3 separate regions of the Mus musculus genome follow, and regions 1 and 3 are each linked to region 2. The links are chromatin contacts, called in public Hi-C and HiChIP or PLAC-seq maps. All regions are on one chromosome and are shown on one strand. Each heading gives the region's core, a stretch centred on a gene start, on an enhancer-like site or on the middle of the called end of the contact. The rest is flanking DNA. Distances are from core to core; before and after follow the strand shown. Region 1 has its middle 51 kb from the start of Gm33029. Region 2 holds the start of Sox1ot (Sox1 overlapping transcript). Region 3 has its middle 25 kb from the start of Gm33029.

The links. Hi-C and Micro-C count contacts between places; a contact is called where the count stands out from the background. HiChIP or PLAC-seq counts read pairs in DNA pulled down with a chosen protein or histone mark.
Region 1: a Hi-C map of cortical neurons shows a contact between it and region 2, with 2.5 times the contacts expected there. The contact joins the enhancer-like site here to the promoter of Sox1ot in region 2. A contact is called at or near these places in 8 of 484 Hi-C or Micro-C datasets (cerebral cortex, cortical neurons, embryonic cerebral cortex and 1 more), 12 of 115 datasets of contacts at active chromatin or transcription factors (craniofacial prominence, embryonic basal ganglia, embryonic forebrain and 8 more) and 1 of 9 other capture datasets (embryonic stem cells).
Region 3: a contact with region 2 is called in an H3K4me3 HiChIP or PLAC-seq map of embryonic forebrain, with 4 times the contacts expected there. The contact joins the enhancer-like site here to the promoter of Sox1ot in region 2. A contact is called at or near these places in 4 of 39 promoter capture datasets (cranial neural crest, hippocampal neurons, liver and 1 more), 4 of 484 Hi-C or Micro-C datasets (embryonic fibroblasts, embryonic stem cells, myocytes and 1 more), 8 of 115 datasets of contacts at active chromatin or transcription factors (SST interneurons, craniofacial prominence, embryonic basal ganglia and 5 more) and 1 of 9 other capture datasets (embryonic stem cells).

What each region holds. Positions count from the first base shown.
Region 1 is chr8:12,187,820-12,191,129 of GRCm38.p6, forward strand. No RefSeq gene overlaps it. Among named protein-coding and RNA genes, the nearest start is that of Gm33029, 51 kb to the right of the region's middle. Within about 2 kb of position 1,397, at least 7 of the 459 cell types and tissues checked have an H3K27ac peak or open chromatin away from gene starts, as enhancers often do. A contact at or near this core is called in cortical neurons, where this site is marked.
Region 2 is chr8:12,384,315-12,387,639 of GRCm38.p6, forward strand. Sox1ot (Sox1 overlapping transcript) reads left to right here and starts at 1,457. Exons shown (of 8, transcript NR_027975.2): 1 at 1,457-1,716.
Region 3 is chr8:12,213,179-12,216,299 of GRCm38.p6, forward strand. No RefSeq gene overlaps it. Among named protein-coding and RNA genes, the nearest start is that of Gm33029, 25 kb to the right of the region's middle. Within about 2 kb of position 1,268, at least 18 of the 459 cell types and tissues checked have an H3K27ac peak or open chromatin away from gene starts, as enhancers often do. A contact at or near this core is called in SST interneurons, embryonic basal ganglia, embryonic forebrain and 1 more, where this site is marked.

The DNA of each region.
Region 1 (3,310 bases), core at 147-2,646, 200 kb before region 2:
GGACCATCAACTTCTGTCACGAGCGGGGAGGCATTGTTGGCAATAGTCAGCACCTCAGGTTCTGAGCAGAGATGACTGTCTGTGCTCTGTCAGTCCCCTAAAGCCTCATTTCAGTGCTCATATGAGAAGCCTGTCTATAGACAAAATCTTACTTCACAATGCCATGTTGTTTAGGATACATCCCAGGCACAGGGCTTGGGGGCAAGTAGGAGTTGGAGGTTGAGCGCTGTAGTACATGTGTCTGATGAGTTGGCATCCCTTCATGGGAGCTGGCACTCCTTAAGCAGGTGTGGCAGGGCTCTTGCAATCTCTCAGCATGTGGTCCAAGAGCAGAGCCTCCTGGGCTGAGAAGATGAGCTGTTAGGCTGAGCCTGCCTGTGACTACATCAACCATTCCAGCTCTCCTGGAGGAGCTAAATATCTCCTTGAGCAGCCACAGGGGGCATTGGTAGAGCTGATTTCCTGATGCCTAAGATGCCCGTTCCCTGGGCTGTTGGGCTGTTAGAGAATGGGCAGTTTTCTTACCTGAAAAGCCTGTGTTCTAGGTGGATGTTCAGAGTGGACGAAAAGCAAGTTAAAATGAACAGACTGGGTGGACCCTAATCCAAGATCACTGGGGTCTGTGAACAAGGGAGGTGTTACAACTGTATCAGGCACAGTAAATGGAAGGTGGTAGAAAGTTCTGGGAGAGAAAGGCATCTGCAAACCACGGAGCAGCATCAGGCAGTTCCACCCTCATTCTGAGACCCTGACCTTAGCGTCTCGCTTCTTGGACTAACATGACAGGCTCCAGCTGCCCTGCAAAACCCAGCTGAGGGCAAACTCAGTGTCACACCTCAGTGCTTTTGGCACAGGGTCAATGAATTGCTTGGCCTCTCAGAAGAACGCATTACAAGTCCTCCAGGAAACACATCTTGGCGGTGATGCTTGCTTTGAGAAATGCCCAGTGTTTAGGATGCTTGCTTGGAGTTGCTGTTGCTTGGAGAAAATGATGATCTTTTGTTGTGACAGCAAGCATAGCATCTCTGGATACAGCAGTGGGACAAGCCTGTGGTCTGTGTGAGCACCGGGCAGTTTCGATAATGGAGCAGGTTGCCTTCATTTCCTCTTCGAGTCTGATCTGTCCTCAGGTTAAGCACGGTCGTATGGAAGCTTCTCTGTTGGCTCTTTCTCGGCCTCTTCTGTCAGTGTTAAAGTGCTCCCTCAATGATCACTTTCAGTTCCATCCCTTGGAAAGCTCCGATAATTAGATTTAAATCATAAGATATGCTAATGCATGCAGATAGTGGCAGGATGAAGATTTCAAAGGCAGCTTAATGTTCTCTTCCCAGGCAGAGACAATGCAGAGCAGTGTAGATAATAGGCTGTGTGCTGTTCCAAGATCCAGGAAGGTTAAATAAGAGGAGCTGAACATCTAGCAGGGGCTTGGTTCAGTGCTCAGGGCTGGGATCACTAGCAAGTTAACAGCTAATTACCTCCAGGTTTTGCAAAGTGCATTCGGATTGTGCTCTGGTTGGTATGATATGCATGTGCCCAATCCTGCCAAACCCTTCCCTACTGCTAGTCTATGGGGGACACATTGTGAGATATCATGGGGACTTTATAAGATCCTTCTCTCAGAGAGTAACTCACAGAAGAGCCAAGTACAGCCATTCAAACATTACTTGTCAAGCCTCATGGTGGTCAAAAGTATGGAAGGGGTTGGGGAAAGGAGTCCATAAAGCAGAGTGTGTGCATGTGTGCATGTGTGCAGAAGGTGGGAGCCAGGCCTGCTGTGGTAATAGCAGTAAGATCCAACTTTGTCCAAATCCTGCTGGTGTCCAGAAAACACATGGTATCGATGTTGCTGGAGTAGACCCTAGTGGGTGCTCCTAGCATGGCTGTGCCTGGGTGAACTGCAAGATTAGGAAGGAGTCCTGGAGATGACCCTGCTGTGTTTGAGAAGGACCTAACAGTCCTTCTCTAACAGTCTCTAACAGTCAGGGTTGTCAACAGTCAGAGTTGTCAACAGGACCTAGGAGACAGGCTTCTGGGCACACCTGGGAGGGTGTTATCCTCCAGATATTCCCACAAAGGAATATCTTGTTTATGTAAATAGATATAGAAAAGCCCATCGTAATAGTGGGTGGAACCATTCCCTAGACCATATAAAATCTGGAGGGTAAGCAGGGTGTATGTAGCCTGCATAAACTCATTACTCTCTACTCTTGACTGTGGATGCAAAGTAACTGGTTCTTTCCAGCTCCTGACAGTTTGACTTCCCCTCCATGGTGACTGTCAACTCGACCTGTAAGCCAAAGGCCAAAAAACCAAACAATACAAAAAGCAAAATGAAACAAAGCAAAACCTCTTTCTTCCTTAAGTTACTTTTGCCTGATATTTTTATCACAGCAATAGAAAGGAAACTAAGGGTGTCTTAGTTTGGGTTTCTATTACTGTGACAAAACACCAAAAGCAAGTTTGGAAGAAAGGATTTATTTGGCTTATACTTCCAGGTAATAGTCCGTTACTGAGGTAAGTCAGGACAGGAACTCACACAGGGCTGGAACCTGGAGGCAGGAGCTGATGCAGAGGCCATGGAGGGTGCTGCTTACTAGTTTGCTTTACATGGCTTACTCAGCCTGCTTTCTTACAGAACCAGGGTCCACCAGCCCAGGGGGTGATGTGTAGCATTTGTCAAGTTGACACAAAATCAGCTAATACATCCTGTCATTTTGATACCAGCTTGGACTCGACATGCGCTCAACCATCTCAGGTGCCACACTGAAGAAGTCCACTCCTGTAAAAAGGTACCTACCTCATAGGTGGTCTTAGTTAGGTTTTTACTACTGTGAACAGACACCATGACCAAGACAAGTCTTATAAAGGGCAACATTTAATTGGGGCTGGCTTACAGTTTCAGAGGTTCAGTCCATTATCATCAAGATGGCAGCAGGGCAGAATCTAGGCGGGCATGGGGTCGGCAGAGCTGAGAGTTCTACATCTCCATCTGAAGGCTGCTAGTGAAAGACTGACTTCTAGGCAGCTAGGATGAGGGTCTTAAAGCCCACACCCACAGTGACACACCTACTCCAACAAGGCCACACCTTCTAATCATGCCACTCCCTGGGCAGAGCATATACAAACCATCACAGGTAGTGTGGTTTAAGATTCTCCTTGCCTAAAGAGAACATGGCAGAAGTTAACTTTATAGGTCTGGGACCAACTCCCATATCCCATGTGATCTAAAGGAGTATCACTAGTGTGTCCACATCTAACACATCTTGAGCAAGCAAGAGCATTGTGGTACCCAAACTCAAACAGCTGACCA
Region 2 (3,325 bases), core at 207-2,706:
CAGCACCCCGACCGGGTGAGCAAACACTGGTACTGTCACGTGTGCTTTGTTTGTACAATTTTTATACATACATATATATATAAAGTGAACGTCTTTCCTTAGGTTGAGAGTGAATTGTAAATGCTTTGGGAGTTATCATCCCTTTAAGAAAAGAAAGAAAAAAGAAAGTTTGCTCCTGGAACATTTCCTAGGTGTCGCAGAGGGTTTGGGTCTCCAGTCCAAAGTGCTGACACCTTCCTACAGTTAGGGACCAAAGGGGAAAGAGAGACCTGGAAGCGAGGAGAAACTGAAAGCCAGACTTGAGCGGCTGCAGCCGGGCTCCTTCTCAGAGGTTCTCTCCTGAGCTGCATCCCGTCCCGGGCCGTTCACCCTGCTTAGCGGTGGGCTGGTCGGCAGCTCCAGCCTTGCAGAGGCCAGGGTCAGGGACCCGCCAAAGGAGGGGATTACAGAGTGTTGGGAGGGTCGTGCCCCCCCCCCACCCATGCAGACAGGCTGGCCACGCAATGGCTACTGCCCCTGAGAGTCCCGCCCCACTCCCTCTCCCTGTGTGCACCCTGACAGACTCCTGTCTGGGCGACTTTCTTTTTCTTTTTCTTTTTTTCTTTTCTTTCCTTTTTCTTCGTCTTGTCTTTTTTAACCTGAGAGCTTTGTGTTCACACACTGATCCTTAGACTCTGTCTTTCCTTCTGTTGCTGCCCTTGGTAGAGCGAGCACTGGAGGGGGGTGGGGTTGAGGAGCGCATCGTAGGAGGGGGGAAACCTGCCCTCGCTGCTCCGGGGGAGGCCTGGCGCAGCGCCCACGTCCAAGGTGTCCCCTCGGCGAGACAACAAAGCTCCAGCCGAGAGCAGAGCTGAAAAAAACCCACTGCGAGGACGCGGTGGGGGCGGAGGGGGCGCGCGGCTCAGATCCCGCGCAATGACCGCGCTGACTCAGGAGTGCGGGTGGGGGCGTCCCTCCTGCAAGAGGTAGGGAAAGCCGGAAAGCCGCTCCAGGTGACAGTCGCCGCCCGTGGGATGCCACAAGTGACTGCTGACAGGGATAGGGGGTGCCATCGTCTCTGGAGGAGGGGGAGGAATCCCTATGGTCCAAGGGTCCCGAACCTCTGCGGTCGGGCCAGCGGGAGGGGCGGCGGGCGCCGGCGAATAGGGAGCGGCGGGGACCCGGCTGGGGAGCGGCTAGAGGAGGGCGAGCAGCGGCTCCACCTCCCCGCTCGGCTCGGCGTCCCAGCTGCTCGCGAAGCAACGGCTCCCTTCTATTCACTGCCGAGCAGGAACAAAAACGCGGCTATTTATTAGAATACTTGTTTGGTATTGTTCAGTGCCACACAAAAGGCGCTTCATTATGTGGCGGGATCCCCCTTTTCCAGAGAGAAACAATAACCTGAAATTGTCTTGCGAGTCTTTTCTATCAATAATAAATTTCATTTTCTTGTCTCTCTCGCCTGCAGTGTGTGCGTCTGCGAGTGTGTGTGCCGAACGAGGAGCAAGGAGCTTGTGCGAGCGAGTGTGCGAGCGGGGGTGCGCGTGTGAGTGTGCGTGCGCGTGGCGCGGGCGCCGTCGCTGCTCGGAGCCTGGCCGGGCCGGGGTCCGCGGGCTTCAGCGCGTGCGCTTGGCCTGCGGGGAGCCCAGGTCCCACGCGGCCCGCAACCAGACAGGGCTGCGAAGGTGCAGGCGGGCCAAGCGCTGCGGACCCGGCGGGCTGCAGGAAGAACTAACTGTAAGTGTGTCTCGAACTCGCGCGCGGGGGCTCCACCGGCCGAGCAGGGATTGGTGGCGGGAGAGGCGCAAGGATGGACGCGGGTCTCCATCGATACTTTCCGGGAGGTTGTGCAGGGTGCTCGCAACCTGCTGGCCTCTGTGGAGAGTGGCCCGGTAAGGGGGGGGGGATGAGCTTCCGAGCGGTCTCGCGGGTCCATTGGTCATTTTCTTATCTGTAAGTTCACTCCTCCCCGGTCCTTAGCCTTTCGGATTGGCCACCGCCCAACGGCCCAACGCCTTGTCTAGGTGGATCGCCCTTCAAGATGGAGAAGAAGGGAGATCGAGCCCTGTGGCTACGGGGGCAAGATTTAGTGGGTGGCGGTACTCCTTCAGGTCGCCTGCCTCCGCCCCGCCCCCGGCCCTACCGAGGCCAGGCTGCGGGCTCTTTGCCACCACCCGAGGCAGCATCGAGAACTAAACCCACGGGTTGAAATTACCTTCAAAAAATTAACATGTTGAAGCGTGTGCCACTTAGTGAGAGGTGTTTTGGGCAAAGAATCAATTTTACTTTGACTGACCGACAGACTTGACTGTATTAATTCTGCTACAAAAAAAAAAAAAATCAATCAGCCGGGAGCCCTCTACTCGCAGAGTGCCTTTGGACCCGGTCCCTGCCCAGAAGCCGCACTGGCGCGGTGGAGGTCGTGCGCCGGCGAGAGGAGGACTCCCGCAGTCTGATCTTGAGGACTGCACGCCTCGAGGGCCCTCCCTAGGTAGGGGTGACCCTGGCATAAAGGCCCAGCCTAGGTGGTGGCGTCCTCCCTCGTCAAACGCACCATTAGGGTTTGGTTTGGGTTTTTGTTGTTGTTGTTGTTGTTTTTGTTTTTTGTTTTTAGTTAAACTTGTGCACACTCAGAAGTCTCTAGGACACCGCTGACCACCCTCATCTGCACCCTCTTTTACCCAGTTCCAGTAGCAGGCAGACGGAAGTAGTCAGCGTCTTTCAGAGGTGAAATGGATTTTCGGCACGGGCTAGAGTCGATGAGCGAGCAAGGCGGACAGACACATCATCGACCTAGGCAGGGACCAGACAGGCCGCCTCCACTGGCAGGAAACAGGTGTTTGAAGGCGATAGAGGCCTCCAGTCAATTAACCCATTAAAGGCCCGCTTTCTGCCATTGATTTCCTGCAGTGCGAAGCCCCCCCCCCCGCCCCGCCCCGCGTTCTGGATGCCCCTTTGTGGAAAGCTGGGCTTGGAAGGTAGCTGCTTTCATTGCACCCTGATAGGTTCAGAGGAGGTTTTTCCCTCCCGCTGGAGAGAAGAGTCCTACTTGGTCCTCAGTAGTTTTATCTCCTGCAGCTTGGCGGGTGGGTGTCGCTGCTAGGAAACACCCTCACTGGCCACAGGCCCAGTAGAGCTGGGGTGTGAACACTGACTGTGGTCAAATTCAGCATCCTCAGGAAAGAGGAAAGAGAGTTGTCCCCCTCCTGCACTCCGTCAGGTTTCCTCACCTAGGAGTTTTAGGACAGAGCAAGGCAGACCTTGTAGCACTACCTGAACAAGGACTCCCACGGGAGATGTTTGGGCGCTCAGTGAAGTTGAACAGAAAGCCACCAGGTGGCTTCCT
Region 3 (3,121 bases), core at 18-2,517, 170 kb before region 2:
ACACTTGTTTTGAGTTCTCCCAGGAAGACCAGAGGCATCAAATCCCCTGGAGCTGAAGTTACAGGAGGTTGAGACCTGTGCTGGGAACCAAAATCAGGTCCTGCGCAAGAGAAGTTCAGGGTTTTACCCACTGAGCAACCCGTCTCTCTAGCACCCCTCCCTTCCCAATCTGGTTGTAACAATGTAGCTTTTGTTCTGCGGCTCTTCTGAACTACGGAGGGGACCCTGTTGAGGAATCCCCGTTCACAGACAGGCTGTGGACATTGAAATCCTTCCCTCCTCTCAGGCTCAGGGCTCACATCCACAGCCCAAATCTGAACTGTTTCTTCAACTCTGGTCCTTCAGGGGCGGGGCAGCATCCATCTTTTCTGGTCTCCCATAACACAGGCTAGCAGTGGAGCGGGTCAGCAGTGGTCCTGTGAGCAAACTTATCCCCTACCCTAGTGGTACTTGGGGTGAGGGATGCGGAAGTTCTCAGGACCACTGACAGGGGAGTCCTTCCCATACTTCAGTAGATCCAGCTGGTCCTGTGGTTTTCCAGCACCACCTCAGTTATCCAGAATTGCTCAGGCAACAGCTACATAGTTTAAACCAGTGTCAGCGGAGGGAGACTGGAGCAGTGGTTCAGCCGCTTTGAAAAGTCATTTCTGTAAGATTCCAGGATTGTCGCAAAGAGACCCTCCCTTCCAGAAGCAGTCCAGTGCTCCATGGTTACTCTGGGCAACACAACTGTCTGACCCTTGGTCGCTTGCCCTCTGGATGGGAGCTAGTAGCATGGATGGTGTGGGTGGGTAGACCCTTGCTCCACCTATCCCTTGCTCGTCCTAAGTGCTGTGAACATGGGCTGTGCATTCCACTCTGACTCCAGGAAGCATCCCTTCACTCTGCTCTTTTCTGTTGAAGTGTGACACTCAAATTTGAGGTGGGAGCAGAGATCAACAGCCCCTGTCAGCCGCTGTCAACCCAGGTGTGACAGTGCCGTCTTCCTAAATTGCTGCTAATCTTCCGGAGCCCCCCTCTCCCCGCACCCTCCATCTCCATGTTTGCTCACATCCCGTTAACACTTGAAATTTCGTTAACACTTGAAATTTCCCCTCCGAGGTGTCACCGTTTGCCATTTAGTGAGCAAGCGAGCGGGAAGAACGGGGAGAGGAGCCCGAGCCCCGGATTTGGGGAACTGGAAAAAAGCTGATTAGCTATTCAGGGAGGATAATCTTATTGAGAGAGCAGGAGCTGTATAAAGAATGCCTCTCCCTTCCCAGTAACAATCTTCTAATTATGTTGTCAGGCTCGCTGTTCAGTTCTCCCCCGTGACGCCAAGAGACCCGCTTCTATGTTAAGAAAGAGATTTCCTCTCTCTGATGCTGTTTGCCGATTTTTTTCTCCTCTTATTATTATTGTTTAAAGACTCTGTGTGTATTAAAGCAAACATTAAAACATGATTCATGCACAATGTAATCAGGACTGAGGGGGCACTTGGGCCTCCATGGAAGTGGGAAAGAAGGGGTGCCCCGAGGGGTGCTCAGGAGCCCAGGAGTTAAGTGGGTGTGTGTGTGTGTGTGTGTGGAGATTTTACGATTTTAGGCAGGCATGCAGCTTTTGCGTGGCAGGGGAATACGGTAGCAAGGGGATGCAGGTCAGGAGGGGAGGTGGGAAGCTGCCACAGTACAGACGTCACCAGCTCATTGGTTCTTTTCGCTGTGCGTTATGCTCTCCCACACCCTACTCTGATTAAAGGGGAAGAAGCTCAGGCTGTCAGGTCCGAGATCTGACGCTCCCACTCCCACCTCTGGCAGAAGCATGTTAGAGGGCAGGAAGACCGTGAGTAGAACAGGAAGAAAAGACTTCAGAGTCTGTCTTTATAGCTCAGGTGAACAGTGAGTTTAATTAGGCCCGAACACAGGAGCACAGACAACTTGAAAGCATCCGTATCCCAAAGGAAAATGTCTCAGTAACTAGTACCTGCTTTTGTATCCCTGGGGCAGGGCCTCATGCTTACTCCTCCCCATGGGGGAACGTTAGTATCCCTGGTCTTATACAAGTCTACTGCAGCCATTTGTGTTGCTGAGAGTTTAAGGGGGCCATTCCACACCAGCCTTCTACAGCAGTCTGAGCCAGCACAGCTCCTCGTACTTGTGACACTGACTGGGGTGGGGGTGGGGTGGCATAGAACATTCTGGAACTATCATGGAAGAAACAGAGGTGGCCTGGATGTACAGAAAGTGTGTGCATCCTCCAGATATCTGTACTTCTCCAGATAACTGGCGTTAGGGAGAGAGGCCTGCAGGCCCTGCCCTCAAAGCCGAAAAGGAGGTATGGTCTGAGAACCACAGAGGCAAAATGGCTTCGTCTTCCTGCCAGGTGGGGTGAGAGGAGTCAGGACAGCAGACAAGTCTACCCTGTGAGTTGTGTAGCCCCCTGCTTCTGTCAGGCAGGTACGTGGTCCCCAGTTCAGTCTGGTCCTCAGCTAATTCCCAGAGCCACTGTCCACCGAAGGCTGTAGAAGACATAAAGGAAATAAGTATGAGCAAATGTACTCTTTGTTCTAAGAAGTAAGATGGCTTCACAGGAAGGTTCTGGATGGGCAGTTAGTACCCACAAGTACTGAGGTGGCCCTTTGCACCTGGGAGGGGACAAGCCAGTGTCTCTCACCACAGAGAAGTATAGAGCTACACTAAGGGGTTATAAGGCTACCAGGCATGTCTGACTTTTTGCCATTGATGCAAGCCATTGTCATTTACATTGGGTTAGATTATAGTTTTGAATTGGGACACATTGCTAACTGTCCTGGGCCTGCCTCCTGCAGCTGCACGGCTGCATACTGGGCACACTTGGTCAAGAGCAGGAGCCCAGAGCACTCTATGAGTGATGTACTTCCTCTAGTGAGCTGGCTCAGGGTCTGGAAGATCTTCCTGGTGCTTATTTTCTCCTAACCTTCTCTGTGTTTTCTTTTGAATGACCAATTCATGCACGGGTTTCAGTAGACCAAATATAGCAACCCCCCTGAAAATCAGGGCTCTGCCCTTCTGATTGCCAGTCTCAGCCTTTCCTCCTGTTTTCTCATCTTGGACTAGACTGAAAGCTTCGCGTGAGCTCAGCCCACCCGGAACTCCAGGCTGTG